Linked DNA regions of Cricetulus griseus: region 2 is linked to region 1. Evidence: chromatin contacts called from public Hi-C data. All regions are on one chromosome and are shown on one strand. Each heading gives the region's core, a stretch centred on a gene start, on an enhancer-like site or on the middle of the called end of the contact. The rest is flanking DNA. Distances are from core to core; before and after follow the strand shown.

Region 1 (6,729 bases), core at 2,833-5,332:
AAAGGACAGAACATCAAGAGAAAATGTCCCAAGGAAAACAATAAATTGGCCTAGTATTGCACACCTCCAACTGACCAGCCTGAAATCCCGGCTCGGAGCCCCAACTAGCGTCAGCACCCATGCCACCATCTTCCTTAGTAGCTACCCTTTCTTGCAGGAGAGCCATCTGTTGTGGGTCAGGGTGTAAATAGCTCCCTTCTTTCTTCCTGCCCTGTGGCTGGCTGGCCAACGGTGGATTGTCAAATGTTTGTCTCTGCTGCCCTCTACAGACATAAGTGGCAAGTGGTCTTTATGTAGTCTCAATTTAATTAAAATTTAAAACTGGCTTGTTAAAGGAAAACCCAAAATGTCTCTCTCATATCAGAAGAGCCATCAAGTATGGGACAGAGGAAAACAGAAAATAAGGGACTATTCTTTTTTTTTGTTTTAATTTTTTCAAGACAGGGTTTCTCAGTGGCTTTGGAGGCTGTTCTGGAACTAGCTCTTGTAGACCAGGCTGGTCTCGAGCTCACAGAAATCTGCCTGCCTCTGCTTCTGCCTCTGGAGTGCTGGGACTAAAGGCATGCACCATCACCACCCAGCCAATAAGGGACTATTCTATTGCCACTAATTTCATAATCTTTTGGTCTTCATTTGAAATGTAGGGTACTTGATAATACTCTGGAACCCAAGACTGCAATATTTACTGGACAAAAACAAAAACAAAAACTGTTTCTAGTTGTGGTGCGGCTCAGCCCTAGCACACACCTTTAATCCAAGAGCTCTGTGCTTAATGTAAACAGGATTAAATACAGTCAACCTCAGGTCGGTCTAGAGGCAAAGCAAGCAACCAGTTGACAGGAAGTGAACAAGAAAACAAAACAAAAACCATAGGGCTAGAGGGAGTCAGGAGGATGGAGAGACACACAGGAAGTAGAAGCGAGGGACATTGAGTTGGAGGAGTCTTGTTTGAGATAATGTAGGAGGAAGGTCTTTTCTGGGATACAGGCTGAGGAGGAACGTTGGCTGGGTGCTTTCTCTGCCTCTTTGAGCCAGCAGGTTTTCACCCTAGCATCTGAATCCCAAGTCTTTATTGGTAAAATTGAACTATTGAGCTTTAGTAAAAACAACCTGGTGTCAACAAAGCAGGAGTCCTGGATCTCTACCAAAGCCCTCTTCCACCAGAGACCCCATTACAGAGCATTGAACTTCGAGGTTCATGTGGCTGGGCTTGTAGATGCCTGTGCTGGGGTGGAGACTAGCAAAGTCCTGAAGTGGACCTGGATGCCTCTGGCTGAAGGACTGAGACCATCTGTCCAGGTATGATGGTCTCTGTGATCTCCATGGCCAGCAGAGTGACCGTCAATGGGAGGCAAGAAGACTGTTTGGTTCAACATGACTCAGTAGTTGGTGTTGGTTCAAACTTCTGAAGTCTACTCTGGATAGTTTATTTTAGGCATATTTAAGGCACAATTTGGCGAAAATTATTCTGGAGATAATTCAGTCGCATGTACACAACAAAGCAGGTTAAATACAGATTAGACATGACTACAACAAAACTCTTTGTAAAATCTATAAAGTTAAGTTTCATAGATTGAGAAAAACAAGTTTATGATTGATAGAGAAAAACAAATTTATGATACGGGTTTAGAGGAAGGTCCAGTGCCAGAGAAGTCTCTATCCACACATATAGCCCAAAGGTCACTGAACCTTCTGGGCTGAAAACAGGTTTTGCATTCCTTCCCGTGAAGAAACAACTTGGTATGTTTAACATTCTGGGTTCCCCTAGTGCTTATCTGTGAGCATAAAGACCTCCATGCCTCCTACACCTAGGGACCTCTATAGTTGCTTCCATGGCATGCTCATACCAAAGGGTGAAGCCATACCTAACAGCAGAGACAGCAAGGCTTTCTGTAGCATGATAGGTGAAGAGACACTGGGGTGGCCAAGTCCTGAGAAGGACTTTCTTTGGGAGCCCTTCCTCAATGCATGGAACCAGGGCAGGGTGAACTATATGGAAGTCTTCAGCATAGGAAGCTGCCTCTTGCTGTTAGCCATTTTCCCCCAGGTCTGCCTTGTCCGACACAGCCCAGTGGACTCCCACTTTAGTAGTGGTCACAGCCAATAAAGCCACTTACTCCTTTGGCTTTGTTTTTACCATTTTGTATTATGAGGCATCCCTATGGTATCTCTAAATGCAGACTCTGGAAGTGATCCTCCTGGCTCTTCCCACTCTATCTGTAGAGACGGTGCTGGGGAGGGTCTGTTACGTTGTGGCACACTGCTGTCCCAGGGCCTTTGCACTGGTCCCTAGTAACCTGGAATATGTTTTACCCTTGCATACACATGGCTCCCTGACTGTCCCATTTCAAGTGGTGGACACTTGAGTGGTGTCCAGTCCAGTACCCCATCTCTCTCTCTCTCTCTCTCTCTCTCTCTCTCTCTCTCTCTCTCTCTCTCCCTCTGTGTGTGTGTTGTGTGTGTGTGTGTGTGTGTGTGTGTGTGTTTTAAGGTTTATTTATTTGTTATGTATACAGTGTTCTGTCTGAATGTATCCTTGCAGGCCAGAAGAGGGCACCAGATCTCATCACAGATGGTTGTGAGCCACCATGTGGTTGCTGGGAACTGAACTCAGGACCTCTGGAAGAGCAGCTAGTGTTCTCAACCACTGAGCCACCTCACCAGCTCCTGTGTGGCTTTATATATCTGATAAAGCCAAGAGTCTGAATAGGGAAGTATCCTGGGTCAGCCAGGCGGGTGTACAAGGGAACCAGAGATGGGTGAAACTCATCATTTCTGAAAGAGTGACAAAGGATGTAAGATGAGGATGGGAATGCTCAGGATGAATGTGACAGCCAGAAAATGGGGGATGAAGTCAGAGAAGGAACTGGGGCCTATGCACCAGTGGCTGCATGCTCGGTATCATGTTTGCTCTGTGTCAGTCCTCAGCAAAATTAGAAAAAATAAGACTGATGTGTGAAGTTAGATGTTGTGATTCACGCCTGTAATTCCAGCATTTGGGAGGCTGAGACAGGAGGGTTGCCAAAAGTTTGGGGACAGGAGCTGGGTGGGTATGGGGGTGCATACCTTTAATCCTTGCATTTGGGAGGCAGGGTTTCTCTGTGTAGCCCTAGCTGTCCTAGAACTCGCTCTGTAGACCAGGCTGGCCTCGAACTCACAGAGATCCACCTGCCTCTGCCTCCCGAGTGCTGGGATTAAAGGGTAGCACCACCACTGCCCGGCTTATATATTTGTCTGTCCTATCTATCTATCTATCTATCTATCTATCTATCTATCTATCTATCTATCTACCTACCATCTAGCCACCTATCTATGTGAGTTCCAAGCTATCTACTTACTTACCTATCTACCTCCCTACCTCCCTACCTACCTATGTGAGTTCTGGGCTGGTTAGGGCTACGTATAAGACCAGACTGACCTTGAACTCGAAGAGATCTGCCTGCCTCTGCCTCCCAAGTGTTGGTATTAAAGGCGTGAACCACAGTTGCCCAGCCTATCTACCTTTCTATCTATCTATGATCTATTTGTGTGAGTTCCAGGCTGATAATAAGACTCTCAAAGAAAGAAATGGAAAATGGAGCTGGATGTAGACACCTGGCTAGATCCCATTTATGTGATCCAGGACCAGAACCTGAACCTGTGCCCGACTTCATCAGTTAACAGGGCGACAACAGAATGATACCCACGGCTTCGTGCTATTAAATACATCAGTGTCTGGCAACTGGAGCATTTTCTGGAAACGACAAATGCTGGCATGCTTGATGGTCTGCATCCCGCAAACCCTGTGGTGGAAACTGCAAGAGCCGCTGTGATCTCTCAATCAATGCCAGGGTTGATACGTTAGGCGTTCACGCAAGGGCCCACTTAGAACCGCTGAGACGGTGATGGGGTTATCTGGGCTTTCACAGTTATTGCCTGGTGCGTACTGTACCTGGCTCCCTGGTACATTCCTAGCCTGAACATTTTAATGATGCGGTTTCACTTTTCATGACACAGCAACCGCCGGCTTTCTGCTTCTTGGGAGAGCCGCAGCTAGGCTAGCTTTGATCCTGGTTGGGAAGCCCCACCCACTGGGTCCACCCCACTGGGCGCGTCCCAGAAAGACTTTTTGTCCGCCTTCGGCCGCCTTCCAACGCTGGCCCGCTTCCGCCTTCGTCCACGTGGTCGGCTCCGGGGGTCCGCGGCGCCGTGAGTGGGGCCGGCGGGACATTCCTCGCTCCGCACGCGCGCCAGCTGCGCGGTGTCTAGGGCGGCGGGTGTGCGGGGGGCAGGGGCTCTGGGGGAGTCAGGTCAGCCTAGGATCAGGAGCGCCGCAGGGCCGGAGCTAAGGATTCAGGAAGGAAGACAGGGCAAAGGTGTCCGGGGTGCAGAGTTCGTCAGGGATCCGTGAGGTCGAGGATCGCCTCCCGCCACCCTGTCGCGCATGGGCTTCCCCCGCCTGTGGGCCGCACTGCTGAGAGCCTGGGGACGGTGGACGGCGTGTCCTGGTCCGCGCGTGCCCGGGTAAAGACCCCGCGACCGGCGCCTCTGCCCTGAGTTCCCACTGCTGCCCTGGCTGCCTGCCTGCCTGCCTCTGCATGCTTTCCTAGGTCTTATCTCTGTCTTGTACTGCCCTGAGCTGTCGGCCTCTGGCTGGAGCGCTACCTGCTTTTGTCCAGCTGAGCCCCCAACTCCACCCTGGAGTTGCCACTGTTTCCCTACCCCAGCCACTCTTGTCATTGATGAGCCGGACTGATCTTCCATTAGGCCAGGTCTTCAGAGACCGTTGAGGCAGGCAGAGCTGGGGCCTCTCATCAGGCTCTGTTCTTGTATCCTTTACCACCTTGGTCACTCATGCCTATTTTTCTCAGCCTGCCCCCTATGGCTGCAAACAAGGTGCCACCAGCGCTGGCCTCACACCAACAAGACAGGAAGGTCCGAGGTGGCTGGGTCTGGGAGGAGACACCGCATCCTCCCAAGAGGGTCAAGAGCCTTGAGGATGAAGAGGCTCCACGCAAGCTGCCAAAGCGCAAAATTGTGCTGCTCATGGCCTACTCCGGCAAGGGCTACCACGGCATGCAGGTGAGGAGGGCTGCTCCTGGACAGCACCTACCTAGGTCAGCTCCTGCTTCCCTGATGTTACTCAGAGCGAGGCCGTCCCAGGAAATAGCAAACACTGAGAGTCCTCCATACGAGACTTGGATGGTTGTTTTCCAGTATGGATAGGCCGGCTCTGTAGCCGATTCACGTTGACCTTGGGAGCTGTGAGTCTTCCATCAGGATGGCACCTGCATGGTACCTATGGAACTGTGTGATGTGGGGCAGGTTTACTGATGCCGAGAGCGGAGACCAGAGAGCTGGCAGGTGCTACCTGTCTAGTATCCTGAGGAGCAGATGAACCCTGCTGAAGAGCATTAGTGTCTCTGGGGCAAGCTGGCACCTAGGCTCTGTCTCTAACCCAAGCTGACCTTCTGAAAGGGGTGCTCACCAGTGTGGGAAGAATCTTCTTCCTTGTTGTCACCTCTGCTGTTGACAGTGTTCCTGTTTCTAATTTTTCTTAAAACAATTTTTTCTTTTTTTTTTTGTGAGACAGGGTTTTTCAGCGTAACAGCCCTGGCTGTCCGGGAACTTGCTCTGTAGACCAGGCTGGGCCTCAAACTCACAGAAATCCACCTGTCTTCTGCCTCCCGAGTGCTGGGATTAAATGCATATACCGACACACACCAGGGTTTTATTTATTTATTGTTTATTTTATTTTATTTACTTTTTGGTTTTTTGAGGCAGGGTTTCTCTGTGGCTTTGGAGCCTGTCCTGGAACTAGCTCTTGTAGACCAGGCTGGTCTCGAACTCACAGAGATCCACCTGCCTCTGCCTCCCGAGTGCTGGGACTAAAATCGTGCTCCACCACTGCCCAGCCAGGTTTTTATTTTTAACATTTATTTTTATTTTGTATCTCTGGGTGTTTTGCCTGCTTGTATGTCTGTGTGCATGTGCATGCACTACCTACAGAGGCTAGAAGAGGGTCCCCTGGGACTGGAGTGACAGACAGTTGTGAGCTGCCATTTGGGAGCTGATAATCAAACCCAGCCCTCTAGAAGAGTGCTCTTAACCACTGCACCATTGCTCTGATCCCTTTCCTCGGTTTTTAAACCTTCCTGAATGGTGGTGGTAGTGCATAACATTAATCCCAGCACTGGGAGGCAGAGGCAGGCAGATCTCTGGGAATTCAAATCCAGTCTGGTCTACAAATCAAATCCAGGACAGCCAGGGCTGTTCATAGAGAAACCCTGGCTTGGATAAACAAAACAAAACAAAACAAAACCTACCAACAACAAAATACCTTAATCTTGATTCATAGGATGGAGTTCATTGCTGTGATGTGTCCAACCAAAACAGTGGCTCCATAAAATAATGTCAGTAATTTTAAGAATGAATGATAGCAGTGACACAGTCATGTTCTGTTTTACTTTAAAAAACATCACAGTCTGATTGGCATGGTGGCACATGGCCTGTCATCCTGGCATTCAGGAATTTGGTGCAGGAGGATTGCAAGTTTAAAGACAGGCTGCTTTTGATCTGGTATTGACTATGACATTGGTGAGAATATAGAGTGTTCACTGCTCCTGGGGTGACTGGTCTGCTCTTTGGAGGGCAGTTCTGAGTATGGAAAGTTTTTATCTATCTATCTATCTATCTATCTATCTATCTATCTATCTATCTATCTATCTATTTTGGTTTTTCGAGACAGGG
Region 2 (6,178 bases), core at 1,073-3,572, 55 kb before region 1:
CTTTCCAGGATGTGCCTCTAAGTCCTAACTTCCTCCAGCTAGGCCCTGCCTTCTGAAGTGTCCACCCCCTTCTATTAGCAAAACCTGTCATGAGCCAAGCATTTTAACATCCAGACTTTTGGGGGAGGGACATCCCAACTATGGTGATCTCTCTTCACTTTTTTTATGTTATTCTGTAGCTACTTTACAAGCCTTGGCAATTGCCTCCAGACCTTCCTTGGTTGAAGAGTGGAATGTACATAGGGCCTGTCAGTACTGCATTTAACAAGAGATGCTAGACGGGTTTGATGGCACATACCTATAATCTCAGCAGTCAAGAGAGAAGCAGAATAGTGAGTTCAAGGCTAGCCTGTCCAACACAGTGAAGCCCTGTGTCAAAAGAATGCAAGCATACAGTATAGCTCAGTAGTAGAGACTTTGCAGAGCATGCATGAGACCTTGGTACAGTCCTCAGCACTACAAAAAAGACCCTGAACCCAAATCCTTATTGTGTATAGAGCAGCATGGTCACAACTGTTGCTTTGTGTCTACTTTTTTTTCCTTTTTTGGGCAACTGGGGAGCATTTCAAGACGGAGTTTCCCTGTGTAACAGCTCTGGCTGTCTTGGAACTTGTTTTGTAGACCAGACTGGCCTCTAACTCATTGAGTTCTGCCTGGCTGTGCCTCCCCAATGCTGGTATTACAGGCATACCCGCCACCATCCAGCTTTATTGCAAGTTTATTTAAATGGAAAAATTAAAATAGTTATTTTTCTATTTCAGCTAAACAGAAAGAATTTACTGACGGTGTAAACAGAGCTTTTGAACAAGGTATTTCATTCCTTTTAAAAAGTTCCTATTACATTTATATAGTCTGTGTATTTGTGTATGTGGGGGGGGGTGCATGTATGGACAACTTTCAAGAGTCATTTCTCAGGGCTGGAGAGATGGCTCAGAGGTTAAGAGCTCTGATTGCTCTTCCAGAGGTCCTGAGTTCAATTCCCAGCAACCACATGGTGGCTCACAACCATCCGTTATGACATCTGGTGCCCTCTTCTGGTGTGCAGATATACACGGAAGCAGAATGTTGTATACATAATAAATAAATAAAATCTTTAAAAAAAAAAAATCATTCTCAGGGCCACTGGATTTTACCTAGTAGGTCTCACTTCTACTTCCCTGGTTATGGCAGAAAAAAATATCTCCAAACTTTGGCAAATGTTGCTATAGGGTACACTCAAAACCCTCAGGTGAAGCCATCAACCTTTGGGCCCTTTGATTTGGCTGCCTGAGATGCCAGAGTTGGTTTTATTGTTGCCTGATGTAATTAATTGTCTCTTGTTTATTTCAGGTGATTTTGAAAAAGCCAAGGAAATTCTAACAAAGATGAAATACTTTTCAAACATAGAAGAAAAGATCAAGTTAAGCAAGAATCCCCTCTAGTTGCTAAAGTTGAAAAATAAACTTTCTATGTATTTCTTGTCTGGCGTCTGCTAATTGGAAATAGATAACAGGGGCTATGGCATAGCCCAGGGTAGAGCACTTACCTAGCATATGGAAAGCCCTGGATTTGATCCCATCACCACAGAAAGTGAGGGGAAAGAAGCAAAGAGAATAGATAGACTTCAACCATTTATATCATTTCAATTCAGTTTATGGCTCAGATATTAATGGCTGGCATAGTGCATAGTACCTGTCAGTATGGGTGCTCGGTTATTCATCAGGTATGTGATCCAGTGTGCACCCAACCTTAGCCAGTGGATCAAAGGGTGAAAAGGAGGCCTCCCTGATCTGTACAATTTATCCTCTACCCTCTGACCCAGATAGACGCCATCTTCAAGAGCTCAACTATTGCAGGGTTGTGGTGGTACACACCTTCAATCCCAGAACTCAGGTGGCAGAGACAGGCAGATCTTTATGAGTTCCAGGCCAGCCTGGTCTACTGAGCAGTACCAGGACAGCCTCCAAAGCTACAGAGAAACCCTGTCTCAAAACCAAAAATAAAAAAGAAAAGAAAAAGCTTAACTGTGCCTACTTGGAAAATATCACCACAATTCAGCTTATTAGCTGTTGACATTCCCTAGTATCCAGCAGTTCCTCCCAGCTAATTAGTTGCATGCAATTGTACCCTAACTGCATGTGGCCTCCACATCTCAGGAGCAGCTAAGAGTGTATAGGTGGGGAGAACTGAAGGAAGGAAAGAGAGGTCCATCTACATAACCACCAGGGAGTCATCAACCAAGCTAGGTGCTGACCTTCCTGTTCACTGCTTCAGAGTCACCCATGATCTGTAAGGAACTCCAGTAAATTCATTGGTTCCCCAGGGTGAACTTTGGTTTGGCTTAATGGACTGTAGAGGTTCTGTTGTAACTGCCAAGCTCTGCCGTCATAGCACAAGCAGCTAGGTGGCCAGAGAGGAGTTCAGACTGTTACAGAGATGGTATTTATAAAACAGATAGTAGGCAAAGGTTAGCAGTGGGCTTTCTAGACCCTGCTTGACAGCCACAACTTCACTCTGCTGAACCAAGCCATTTATTGGGGGTTCCATAGGATTGTGGGCATTCTTCCGCCAATAACTGGAAAGCCTTACCCAACGGAGATGAGGGCTTCTGCCTATAACTACATAGATTGAGCCTCTGCCCTAGTCTTCCCTGGCATACATGTAGACTATTCATACACACATACATACATACATACATATATACATTCATACATTTTGTTGGGGGGGTTTGTTTGTTTGCCCCTCCCCCCCAAAGGGTTTCTCTATTGCTTTGGAGCCTGACCTGGAACTCACTCTGTAGACCAGGCTGGCCTCGAACTCAGAGATCTGCCTGCCTCTGCCTCCCGAGTGCTGGATATACATACATTTTGTATGTATGCACAGTGTGTGTGTGTATGTGTGACGTCAGCCTAGTTGGGATCACTACAGAACTCCTCACAGTAGTGGTTGCTTGGCTTGGACAGTCACTCACAAAGGGTCTTGGTGTGCCAAAGCAATAAGGTGGAGAACTCTACATGACTGTTAACTCCCATCAGTCGAGAACAAGACCACTCTCACAATTTAAAGCCAAACCTGAAGCAAGCTTTAATTAAATACTGGCCAGGTGGATGGGCTCAGGCCAGGTTCATCTCTGGGTTTCCAGAAAATGGCCTTGAGTCATGGTTTGCATCGGCTTAAGTATTTCCAATCCAGTAAATGCACAAGTGGCTTGCTATCTCCCAGAAGCAATTCCCTCCAGCATTTCAAGAACTGTCTATCCTTGGGCAAGTGTCTTGCAGATCAGAAGTATTTTTTGTTGTTGCTTGATTTTTTTGTTTTTGTTTTTTTGAGACAGGGTTTCTCTGTGGCTTTGGAGGCTATCCTGGAACTAGCTCTTGTAGACCTATCCTGGAACTAGCTCTTGTAAACCAGGCTGGTCTTGAACTCACAGAGATCCACCTGCCTCTGCCTCCCGAGTGCCGGGATTAAAAGTTTACACCACCAACACCCGGCTACTAAGAGGCATTTTTTTGCATGGGTCTCTTAGGTACAGTAATTAAAACTTAACATGTAAGTTTGGCTCCAGGTTCCCCTCTTGCATTGTATCCTAAGTCAAATTTTTTACTCTGATGGGTACCTGTTTATACTGGGATCTAAAAACCATCAGCTTAATGGTACAAGACAGGAATTATCATTTACTTAAGGTATCAATAATGCAGGAGCCAACAGACCCCCTGATATCCCACTCTTCTGGCCTCCCCATATGCATGTACGGTCACACACTTGCATACTCATACTTATATCACATGAGCACTTAACAAATCAAGTCTAAACCAATTCTCCAGAAACAAGTCAACTATAATGCGGCACCTTGACCCTGTGTAAAAATGTGAGTTTTGAAGTTCCTGATACAGGTTTACTCAGTTAACAGGATTTACCTATCATCTTAGCAGCTGTGTGACTTGAAGAACTTTGGGTATATCAGTACTGCCTCTACCTGCCCCGCAGTTTACAAAAAGAATCAGTTGCCGGGCTTTGGTGTTGCACGCCTTTAATCCCAGTGCCCGGGAGGCAGAGGCAGGCAGATCTCTGTGAGTTTAAGTTTAGCCTAGTCTACAGAGCCAGTTCTAGGACAGGCTCCAAAGCTACACAGAGAAACCCTGTCTTGAAAACAAAAAAATAAACAAAAAGAATCAGTTACTTGCCTGAACATACCAGGAGCCCTTTAAGCAAATAATTACCATGCAAGCAAATGTACTGATTAAGTTGAATGCTTCTGCAACAATGTAGATGAAAGGGGGTTAAAATACTTGAGAAGACAATTCTCATTCCTTCAGAACAAGGATCTGCACCAAACTAGTCTGACCAGGAAAAGAAATCAGATAAACACTGACAATGCTGAAAGAAATCCTCACTTTACCTGTTCCATTAGCTGGAAAGGCTAGCTGTAGGGGACAGTAAGCCACGCCTGTATCTGGGACACAAACTAAAAAGACATTTCTGAAACCTAGCTTCTAAGATCGACGAGTGTCCTAGTCTGCTTTCTGTTGCTGTAGTAAACACCACAAGGAAAAGCAACGTGGGAAGGGAAGGGTCTGTTTCATCTTACCCTTGCACATCACAGCTGGTCACAGAGGAAAATCAGAGCAGGAACCCTGAGGCAGGAGCTGAAGCAAAGACCATGGAGAAGCTCTTATTACTGACTTGATTTTTCACGGGTTTCTCGGCCTACTTTCTTATACAACCCAGGCCCACTTGCCTGTGGGTGTCACTGTCCACAGTGGGCTGGGCCCTCCCACATCAATCATTAATCAACAGAATATGGGAGCTGGAGAGATGGCTCCGAGGTTAAAAGCACTGGCTGTTCTTCCAGAGGACCGGAGTTCAATTCCCAGCACCCGCATGGTGGCTCATAACTGCCTGTAACTCCAGTTTTAGGTCATCTGACACCTTCACACAGATACACATGCAGACAAAACACAAGTGCACCTGAAATAAAAATAAATTACTTTAAAAAAAATCAAGAAAATGCCCCACAGACTTGCCTGCTGGAGCAATTCCTCAATTGAAGTGTCCTCTTTTGTTGACAAAAACTAACTGGCAAGCCGGGAGGTGGCAGTGCACGCCTCTTAATCCCAGCACTCGGAAGGCAGAGGCAGGTAGATGTCTGTGAGTTCGAGGCCATCCTGGTCTACAGAGTGAATTACAGGACAGCCTCCAAAGCCACAGAGAAACCCAACTGGCACAATTGACCCTTTGTCAACATGACACACAAATATATCACTATTAAACCATAACCTTTCTTTTCTCAAGACAGAGTTTCTGTATGTGGCCCTGGCTGTCCTGGAATTCACTCTATATATCAGGCTGGCCTCAGACTCAGAAATCCACCTCCCTCTGCTTCCTGAGTGCTAAGATTAATGGCATGCACCTACCATACTTGGCTTACACTATTTATCTTAAGTAACAACAAATTCAGTCTAAGGCTTATGGGACTGTTGCTTAATGAGATAGCCAAATAGACCCGAAGTGAACGACTCATGGTGATGGGGGGAGGAAACCCTGCACACCTTTAGAGATGCATCCAGAAAACACCTGACACTTACCTTTCTCAGGAAGTCATATAAGGAAACATTATCATTATCACTACTGGAATCTAAAAACCAAGAGTACCAATGATTTGCATCAAACAAAAAACACTGGATATTGAGACTTTTTGTTTTCTTTTTGGTTTTTGGAGACAGGGTTTCTCTGTAGCTTTGGAGGCTGTCCTGAAACTAGCTCTTGTAGACCAGGCTGGTCTCGAACTCACAGAGATCTACCTGTCTCTGCCTCCTGAGTGCCGGGATTAAAGGCGTGCACTGCCACCGCTCTGCCTTAAGAAGTCTTATACAGAAACAGTTTCCCTTGATTCCTACATCTTTCCTAATCCTAGCCCTCAATCTAACTCCAGTAGTTACTCTACAATAACTTTAGCCATAACCATAACCTTGTATCTATCTCTAGAGCACACTGTATCAAAGCCTAAGTTTAAGACTTAACCCTTGTTCTACCCCCAGCACAATTCCATGAATAAAGGCTAACATTCATAACATACCCCTAAACAAACACCAATTCCCAAACATATTCCCAACTCTAAAATTAACTAACCCTAACCTTATCCTCAACTAATTCTAACCCTAGAACTAACCCAAACCCTAACTCTGGACGTAACATTAAA

The links. Hi-C and Micro-C count contacts between places; a contact is called where the count stands out from the background.
Region 2: a contact with region 1 is called in a Hi-C map of the CHL-YN cell line, with 4 times the contacts expected there. The contact joins the enhancer-like site here to the promoter of Pus1 in region 1. A contact is called at or near these places in 5 of 8 Hi-C or Micro-C datasets (the CHK-Q cell line, the CHL-YN cell line, the CHO-K1 cell line and 1 more).

Annotation. Positions count from the first base shown.
Region 1 is chr4:90,552,785-90,559,513 of CriGri-PICRH-1.0, reverse strand. Pus1 (tRNA pseudouridine synthase A) reads left to right here and starts at 4,082. Exons shown (of 6, transcript XM_027415901.2): 1 at 4,082-4,188; 2 at 4,851-5,061. The coding sequence starts at 4,861.
Region 2 is chr4:90,606,890-90,613,067 of CriGri-PICRH-1.0, reverse strand. Hscb (iron-sulfur cluster co-chaperone protein HscB) reads left to right here. Exons shown (of 6, transcript XM_027415905.2): 5 at 762-809; 6 at 1,330-1,459. The coding sequence ends at 1,421. Among named protein-coding and RNA genes, the nearest start is that of Hscb, 13 kb to the left of the region's middle. Within about 2 kb of position 2,322, at least 1 of the 6 cell types and tissues checked has open chromatin away from gene starts, as enhancers often do.